3 separate regions of the Triticum aestivum genome follow, and all the other regions are linked to region 2. The links are chromatin contacts, called in public Hi-C and HiCAR-type maps. All regions are on one chromosome and are shown on one strand. The core of a region is the stretch at or near the end of the contact, and the rest is flanking DNA. Distances in the headings are between cores, read along the strand shown. Region 1 holds the start of LOC123099005 (50S ribosomal protein L11, chloroplastic). Region 2 has its middle 32 kb from the start of LOC100125729. Region 3 has its middle 16 kb from the start of LOC123099004.

Region 1 (3,124 bases), core at 562-3,061, 190 kb before region 2:
TGCCAAGTACAGCAAAAAAGAAACTGTACATATATCACGAGTAGATGCGGTTCAAGCTTTTTTTTTGCCTACTTATTTTTTTCTACCTCTGTAAAGAAATATAACAGACAATACGACTTGTTTATTTTCACTAAAGTAGTGATCTAAACGCTCTTATATTTCTTTACGGAGGGAGTAGCTTTTTTGGCCTGCTTCTCAGTGATACAGTGCCTTATGGAATAACGAAAGCCTAGAATGACAGTTAGGGAAAAGGAAATGGACACCAAATTTAGTGAAGCTTATATACTCTCTGAACTTGGAGCCCAGTACGAACTCCAATGTTAGCTGAACAGAAAAATTAATGAGTCATGCATATTGCATTGTACCCAAACAATTCAAAGACTCCCTCCATATCAAAATATAAGACGTTTGTAGGCTACTTTAGTCCACAAAAATGTCTTAGATTTTGGTACAGAGGTAGTAAGTGTTAACTCAAGGTATTAGTTTTGTAGAGGTCCATATGCAATTCATCAGATACAGATAAAGGATCAGTCTGTCCCATGTGTGGAAAATTGGTATGCAGATAGCAACTCACAGACCACTTTCCTTGTCAGTAGGTCAACATTTTGGTATATGCATTTGCAATTAAAATTATTAATAATATCATAATGAATCATTAATCAGTCCCTCTACAGTCTGCACATACTTTTTAAACTCAACCATAGTATTCTTATACTCCCTCGGTTCCTAAATATAAGTCTTTTTAGACATTTCAAATGGACTACAACATACGGATGTACGTAGACATATATTAGAGTGTAGATTCACTCTTTTTGCTCCGTATGTAGTCACTTGTTGGAATCTCTAGAAAGACTTATATTTGGGAACGGAGGGAGTAGAATTTGAACAAGCTAGGCTCCCACAGACACTAACAAATCAATCTAGCTACTGCATTTACCTTTTGCCCAATTAACCCCATATGGCCATATATCTTCAATATGGTGCATGAACCTCAAATTATGTACAATTTGATGCTAATCATCCGGGTGCATACCTGCAGCCTTGAGGAGCAGCACTGATGCAGGGGGTGTCTTCAAGATAAAGGTGAAGCTCTTATCCTGCAAAACACAAAGGCAATGGCACACGCATCATGAGAATCAACCCACATTACCAATGCATTCTGCACACACATTTAACATTCAGACTCGGGGGATTAACCAGCAGTGCAGGCTCACATCGAACACGGTGATCTCGACGGGGATGATGTAGCCGGGCTTGTCGGCCGTCTTGGCATTGTAGTCCTTGCAGAAGGCCATGATGTTGACACCCTTGGCGCCGAGCGCGGGGCCGACGGGCGGCGCCGGCGTCGCTTTGCCCGCCTCCAGCGCCAGCTTTATGATGCCCACCACTGCAGAACATTAACCACACACATATCGGGCGCAGTTTAGCCGGAGCACTAGACGGGGGCCGCACAAGACCATGCCGGGTGGGATGAAGGTGGAGGCGAGCGCAGGCACGGACCTTTCTTGGGCTTGGCCCCGGGCTTGGGGGGCGCCATGGCCCTGACGGCGAACACCCTCCGCGCGGGCGTGGCCGCGGCCGCGAGTGCCGCCGGGCGGAGGAAGGAGGAGGGGGCGCCGAGGAAGGAGGAGGTGAGCTTCTTGGCGGTCGGGGACGGGAGCCCGTGGAGGGATAAGGTTGTGGTGGCCATGGCTGTGCGCTGGGAGGGAGGAGTCGGCTGCTCTCTGTTCTGCTCTGCTCTGCTCTTCTCTCCTATCTTCTTCTAATCTGCTATCTGCTGGGCTAAGGTTAGAGAAGGCGCTGTACAGGTGAGTTCGTCTTCGCTGGGAGGACACGGTTTTCATCTTGCCAATGACGACCCAGTTTATTATTTATTTTTTTGAGCGGTAGGACAACCCACTACTGACGCCAGAAGGCCGGGGACGGAGGAATAGGGTCGCTGATAGCATGGGCCGGCCCACTAGCTTGCTGCCCCAGTTTTTTTGTTTTTCTGTTACGAAAATAAAAATATGAAATCAAAAAAGGTTTACAGATTTAAAGAAAAAAATTCATATCTTTAAAAAAGGTTCATCAATTTTGAAAAAAGTTCATTAATTTGAAAAAAAGTTCATTCAAATTGAAAAAAAGTTCATCCAATTTATAAAAAGTTCATTAATTTTTCAAAAAGTTCATCAAATTTGAAAAAAGTTCATAGAAATTCAAAATAAGTTCATGTATTTTTAGGAAAAGTTCATTGAACTTAAAAAATCATAAATAAAAACAATTCATCCATTTTCAAAAAGATGTCATCAAATTTCAAAAAAGTTCATCGATATTCGAAAAAGATCATCAATCTGAAAAAAACTGTTGACTTTATTTAAAAAAGTTCATAGATATTTAGAAAAGTTCACAGAATTTTCAAAAACAAAAATCAACCGGCGCCTAGATGGGCCGGCCCATTTCCGGACGCCACAGGCGCCAGTTAACTGGCGCCTGTGGCGCCAAATAGGAAATGCTCACTGAGAAGGCCCATATTTCCGTCGGTGCAAAGGCCAGGACACAGGAATAAGGTTAATGGGCTTCTGAAGTAGTCGTCGCAAAGCTTCTACCTGGACCGGCTACTGCAGAAGCCCATTAACACATAATTTTTTTAAATGAAAATATGTATTTTTATGTTTATAGATTTAAAAACTGCCATCATAAATAATTTGATATTGACATAAAAAGATGTGCCTATTGTGAAAAGAAAGTTTTCATGTATTTTAACATAGATGTTCATAGCTCCAATAGCAAATGTCCACGCACTTTTAAAACATTCACATCTCTCAAAAGACATGTTTATGTATTATTACAGAACAAAAATGTAAAATGGTCATGTACATAAATGCCCATGTACGTGCCCATAAGCAAGATCACTCTTCACACCTATCCTACGCTAAAGGCAAAGAATAGGATTCAGAATCACTCGAAGCAGACACATGTGTCCATGTGACCCAAAGCATCGCACATGTGGGCCCGTCTTTAACAGGAGACCCACGTGATAGACAATGAGGACAAACTAGTTTGTAAAACATGTGAAAAGGCTTGTGTGAGTCAAACGAAAGCCCCTTTGTATCGAACAAAATGTTCACATTAGTACCAATAA
Region 2 (3,042 bases), core at 159-2,658:
ATGATTCAGGGCCAGAAGAATGTCTAACTCCCCCAAAAGTTACCCATGGTTTAGGGACGGTAAGTGGAATTTCAGGCTTCTAGACCTAGATATTTGATAAATAGCGTTGAAGGCCTGAAAATATCCAAATCGTCTGGTCTAGACATTTTGATGACCCACGTCGGAGATACCCTCAGACTTGGAGTTTGTTGGTTCCCACGAATCTCTTTTGCGATATGAATTTGACAGGTCACGCTAATCTACTTTCCAGTCATCTTGGGTGCTGCACTTTTCGAAAAAAATCTTGGATGCCGCCACCTTTTTTCTTTCACATTACATGGATCAGTCGATGCGGTAACCTTTTCCGTTTGACATGAATATAGCAACTTTATTTGCCGGCAAAGTGAACGCAACTACAACTAAGCGGCAGGGTTAGACTCGATCTTTCTTCTTTCTTTTCACCTTTTGGCAACGACGGGATGGGCCTATAGCATCTACTCCAAAGTTACCACGGCAGCGAAAAAGTGTCACCGGAATTAGGGAACGTGCGATTTAGCATGTCCGATCTAGTGCTAGCTTTCCCTTTTCCTCCTTGTTGTCGTCGGCAAAGGCGTGGGCACCGGCGCACCGCCGTTTGATTAATCCGGGCGGCACCGGCGCACCGCCGTTTGAAAAGTCGCCGGGTGGCCTCGCCCTGTCACACTCCACTCGGACCCCGACGGCACCGCCAGTAGAAGATCTTCCGGGAATTCCGGCCGGAGTACCCCGCGGAGTGGACTGGATCTCCGGTGAGTGGTGTTGCTTTGCGTTCCGCCCATGCGCGCGACGGGGACGGAAGGAACCGACGACCGAAACGTACTACCTACGATATGATACATCTACATCGATCACATGCCGCACGGCTGACGCGCCGAGCAAGCTGCACCGCGCAATGCTTGCCGGAACAGTGCCGCTCCACGTGCCCGCCCTAGCTCGCAAACGTGACGCGGTTCCAACGGCTCATGGTCATGGTGCACCCGGCAGAGGAGGATCGATCAGTACTGACTCGGTCGGTGACAGACAGCTCCAAGTCAAGTCAAGAGGTCGGTGAGCACTGCTCATGGGCCATAGAAGATACTTGTGAGCTACACGGTGCCCATGTAGAGGATAGGCACGAGTTGGGGGCCGGCCCATGCGAGTGACTATGCGACGACGCATGCGCGTCCAGTAGCTAGCTTAGCTAAAGTCGCTCACTGGTTCCTGGATGTACACGACCATAAGGACTAGATAAGCAGGGACGAACGCACGTGCTCGTGACCTCTCAAAGAAAAAGCACGCACGTGCTGGCGAGTGAGTGCACCGCGCCCGGCTTGTAGCGTACGTGTCCTTGCCCACACCGGTGGATCGACGTGACTCGGTCGTGGTATCGCTCTCGTCCACGTACGTACGGGTGCAGCGGCTTCGTCAATCGTCATCCGGGCGGGAACACGTCAAAACGATGGGGACGTGCACGCGCCTAGGAGAGGGCGAGGCGTAGCAATCCTCTCCAGGATCGCCACAGGTCAGGTAGACGCGCTTGACCGTCAGGTTGCTTTCGTTCGTGGCGGTCTCTGACTTTCATTGTCACAACCAATCACGTTTGTACCCTCAAAAAGAAAAACCAATCACGTTTTTTTTAATAATAAAGTCCACAAATTATGGGCCAGTAATAAGCACTCCATGTACTAAAACCACATCACTTATTTTAGAACGTACTGCATTCTTCGTCATATAAAACATGTTGAACGATTTAAAAAAGGATCCAACCACATACATCGGTGTTATATATACAGCCCCAAAAATTATAGCTTTCATTTTGACGTACACTACAAGAATAAAAGTATAAATCAGTTGTAAATAGTGCCAAATACTAGTCAGTCAAAGGTGACACTATTCACATTTGAGTTTTTTTTTTTTGCTCTAACTGTAGACTGAAATTTTGGAGTAGTCAATCTAACCCAGAATTATACCATTACAATTTCCAAATCTATTTTTTTATGGATTGATCCAATGATCTTATCTAAAGGTCCACTCCGAAATGTTAGGGGTGATTGTAGTAAAAAAATCACCGTCGCTGTTTGAGAAATTTCCGAGCAAACACCGGACGGACATAAACAACAAAAGAGCTGCATATATTAATTCCCTATATACAAGCTGCATACGACGCAAGTCAACATGTAGTAAACAAACGTAAAACTTTGAAATGCTAGCAACACTAAACTACACAGCCTGACAGATCACTTAAGCCATGTTTCTGTATGCACCACGATGCTCAATTGATTGAGCATCTTGATTTGAAACGAGTATAGTATCTTCTCTCTCCTTGACTTGTGGTAAGAAGCTAACTGGTCGAGCAAAGATAATGCTGGTGTACGTACGATTGCGTGTCAATCAGTGCAAACGACAGTGCATTCTTCCATTCGTTCGCTTTCATTCACCGCTGGAGAGAGTGTCCGGGCTTGCATCGCCAGATCACCAGAGACACAACTGGTTATCGCCTCACGTCATCAGCGTATATGTCGCTCGTCCGTAGTGACATCGAGTGCGTACGTCCGTTGTGATGGAATATGCTCCCTGATCTCGAGGATATATTCTACTCTGACGAGATTTTGTCAGGCTAAGAGAAGGTTGACCCTCGAGGTCTTTGTCGCCAGTAGTTGTCTTCTGTACGTAGCTGACGTAGAGCCTGACATTATTAAAAATTGGAGGGGATCTTTCTTTTTCTGAAGTTGAATTCCTAGAAATCATGAGAAATCCTAACGCAACCTAAGAATCCTTACCTTGTTTTATTTGACAATCCGTCTATTTACGCAATAGTGCGAGTGAAGAAACTAAAGAAAATCGACACCACCATAGGCAACAAAGGCCCATTGTATTGTGGAAACAAAGGTCACATCGATTAGATCAAAGTGTCATGGCTAAGTGTAGTACGTGTATCGGGCGGGAAATCTTCATATACATACCACACCTCTAATTTGCGCTCGATACAAAAAAAAAAGTACTCCACACCCGTCCCAACAAAATGTTGGGCAAACACGCACCCTT
Region 3 (2,992 bases), core at 456-2,955, 140 kb before region 2:
CGGCAAGAGAATGGTGGCCGCAGGAAGCTAGGGCAAAAGATGACCTGAGGTAGAAGATGCAATCCAGCCTTGAGATTTCAATCCAATTGGGGGGGGGGGGGGGTTGTGGACTTACAGAGGTGGCAGCTTGAGGTGTGCCAGGAGGACGCCAGTAGTGCCATCGGTCACGGGTGGCGGTGGGAGGTGGCCTGGATGGCCTTGGAGGACGGCAAGAGAATGGTGGCCGCAGGAAGCTAGGGCAAAAGATGACCTGAGGTAGAAGATGCAATCCAGCCTTGAGATTTCAATCCAATTGGGGGGGGGGGGGTCGTCACTTGACTCCAAATTTCTTTTAAGACTACTTACAATTACCACGTCCCTTCTTTTTTTTAGAAAGGAAACTACCTCTTTTTCTGGGGGAAATTCTTATAAACACAAAATGTGTATCCCTGTATTTTTTTCTTCGCTTGGGCATGGACGGCAGTTTGTTTTCTTTCTTGTTTTGTACCATGTGGAAGCTAGTCAGATGCAGCACACAAAGTGAGCATTTCAAGTCATTGACAAAACAGAGTGGCATCTAACGTGTTCAGACATATATTGGGTAACCCTGGTGGTTTGAAGTTGACCTCATATTGGTTGAGTGTATCATCCTCCCTCTAACCATCTAATTACATGAGTTGATTTCATGAAGAACAACTCAACATAATAAATTTCAAGATTGAAAGAAGCCACATATATTTCGAATGACCTCGGAGGAGAAGTCGATCAACTTGCTAATGCTCCCATTACCAAGTTGAACACATTATTAAAAAAAGGCCCATGGCATCATTGCTGATCCAGGGTCTAATGCCATCATATTGGTAATCCGAGTCTCTTTAATTCACATCATTTGAGAGAGAGAGAGAGAGAGAGTTTCTTTTCAAAAGACTGTATTGTTATAGTGACCACTCCGTCGTAAAAGGATCTATGTAACCAAACATAGTTAAATTAAAGTAACTTGTAATCGAACTAGAAGGATGATCCTCGTAAATGCAAGGGGGTTATCCTTAGTGCGTCAAAGGTGTTAAGCACTCATGTTTATCTCTTGTAATGATGTAAATGATTTACCCCCTTCATTAACTGCACAATACTATTATTTTAAATATCGAATCATTTCTAAAATGTGTATCTTTTGATCTTTGTTTTGCATACTAATATATGATTATGTTGCTAGTAAATGACAAAAACGAATTATGAAATGTTTTGTTTTACGAAAAATTCTATTTCTTGCAACGGTCTATATATCCAGTCAGCCAGAGCTACACCGTGGACACCAACCGGACTAACCCGCAATCCGCACGCCCGCTAGACCTGGCTGCTATTGAAAACAAAACAAAAAGTCTTCGTTCAAAAAAAAAATTCTTATGAAATACTGTGACACTGGTCGTCTTCACTATGTGCGTTTTTCACTGTCCAGTATTGACTTGGTCTACACGCCGCCGGCTAAGAGATTCCCTCCTTTCAAAGCGGCTGCTATTCAAAGTTTGAATTGTATCTTGTGGATAAAGAGAAAACTTTGAATTGTACCGTAGTACCACTCTCTCTGAACCTTCCTCCTAAGCCAAGCAAGTGGCTGCTTAGACCAAGTCCTCCACACTGCTCCACGGTCAGATTTGTATAGTGCTTCAAAGACGGCACTGTCCACGTCCACGGAAAGATGGGACCGGCCGGGATTCCAGGTCTCTACTAGTTCACAGAAACTGCCTATACTCTGGAAACTGAGCATAAAGCAAACGCCCATTGGAGTATGCACATGACAAGTACTTGCTTCGCCGATCAGACGTGCTGCCAACCGGCTCCGAACGAAAACGTTTGGCTTTGCGCTTATGGAAGTTTGGCCTCCGCCGTCGTCTTCGCTCAGGGTTGGCGACTGCAGGACTATGAAACAACCGACTCGATCGGGAAAAGAAATGATGCACGCCTGCTCGTTTGGGAAGAGGGCAACTGAAACCACGTCCGCAGCTGCCTCGGTTGTAACCTAAAATTCGTTACGTTCTCACGGTGTAGTGCGTGTATCATGTTAGCCACGGCGCTTCCACGTCATACATGTGCTAGATTCTTTGCTTTCCAGTGATGTGCGCGCACATGAGCCACACCTAGATAAAAAAAATTGACACCACACCTGCTTCATACATGCCACCCACCCTCTCGAAACAGGCTTTCGCCCCGCTGTATATATAAAGCAATTATCGAACAAAGTATACGGCCGAACGATGCAAAATGGTGAGGTAGCTCTCATACAATGCCGATCATAAGATGGCCGGATCACGCAGACCTACTACGCTACCGAATGAAAGCATTGGGAGCACCGAGTACAACGCCACACACAACCCTAAACACCTAAGCTCCACGACAACGCCACTAGGAGGGAAAACGGTGCAAAGCGTCGCCGCTGCTGAGTCCAGAAGGGACTAGGGTCTTCACCCGGAACCCTGACATGAAGAGGAGCACCACAACGACGTCTTTAGGTAGATAGCGGCGGCCCGCAAGCGTCGCCATCGTTGGCGACAAAGCGCAGAGTTTTCGTTCGGCAGCTCCCACATGCCACACAAGGTCTTCAGGACAGGCGCAGCAAGATTAGCGTCTCAGGTCTGGATCGGGGCGACACCACTGCCAAAGACAGGGAGAACGCCTGACCACGCATCGCTACCCTCCTGCCGCTCACATGGCCAAGGAGGGAGCCATCATCACCGACATGGTGCCTGCCGAAAAGCCAACCATGCGGACTGCCATCCGAAGCTGCCGCTCCAGCATCCACGTCCAAGCCACCACTATCCGTCCACATCACGGAGCACCAACCACGGAAGGAGGAAAGAAAGGGCCGGGGTCTCCTTTCATTCCTAGCCTGGCATCGGCCACGGGATCTGTGCCGATGCCCCCACAGTAGGGGGTGTCCACGCCTGCGTTCCCAGCCAATCCCGGGAGACCGGGGGGAGGGGGGCACAACCCCATGACTACCGACGGCAGCCGTCAA

The links. A called contact is a pair of places that touch in the nucleus more often than the background predicts. HiCAR-type assays count read pairs that join an accessible place to other places.
Region 1: a Hi-C map of leaf shows a contact between it and region 2, with 3 times the contacts expected there. The contact joins the promoter of LOC123099005 here to the enhancer-like site in region 2. A contact is called at or near these places in 2 of 5 Hi-C or Micro-C datasets (both in leaf).
Region 3: a contact with region 2 is called in a HiCAR-type map of leaf, with 6 times the contacts expected there. The contact joins two enhancer-like sites. A contact is called at or near these places in 3 of 5 Hi-C or Micro-C datasets (leaf and root) and 1 of 1 datasets of contacts at active chromatin or transcription factors (leaf).

Annotation. Positions count from the first base shown.
Region 1 is chr4D:498,629,574-498,632,697 of IWGSC CS RefSeq v2.1, reverse strand. It overlaps LOC123099005 (50S ribosomal protein L11, chloroplastic), which reads right to left and starts at 1,811. Exons shown (of 4, transcript XM_044521112.1): 1 at 1,501-1,811; 2 at 1,215-1,387; 3 at 1,034-1,097. The coding sequence starts at 1,690.
Region 2 is chr4D:498,436,292-498,439,333 of IWGSC CS RefSeq v2.1, reverse strand. No RefSeq gene overlaps it. Among protein-coding and RNA genes, the nearest start is that of LOC100125729, 32 kb to the right of the region's middle. Within about 2 kb of position 1,408, at least 5 of the 8 cell types and tissues checked have an H3K27ac peak or open chromatin away from gene starts, as enhancers often do. A contact at or near this core is called in leaf, where this site is marked.
Region 3 is chr4D:498,575,259-498,578,250 of IWGSC CS RefSeq v2.1, reverse strand. No RefSeq gene overlaps it. Among protein-coding and RNA genes, the nearest start is that of LOC123099004, 16 kb to the left of the region's middle. Within about 2 kb of position 1,705, at least 1 of the 8 cell types and tissues checked has an H3K27ac peak or open chromatin away from gene starts, as enhancers often do. A contact at or near this core is called in leaf, where this site is marked.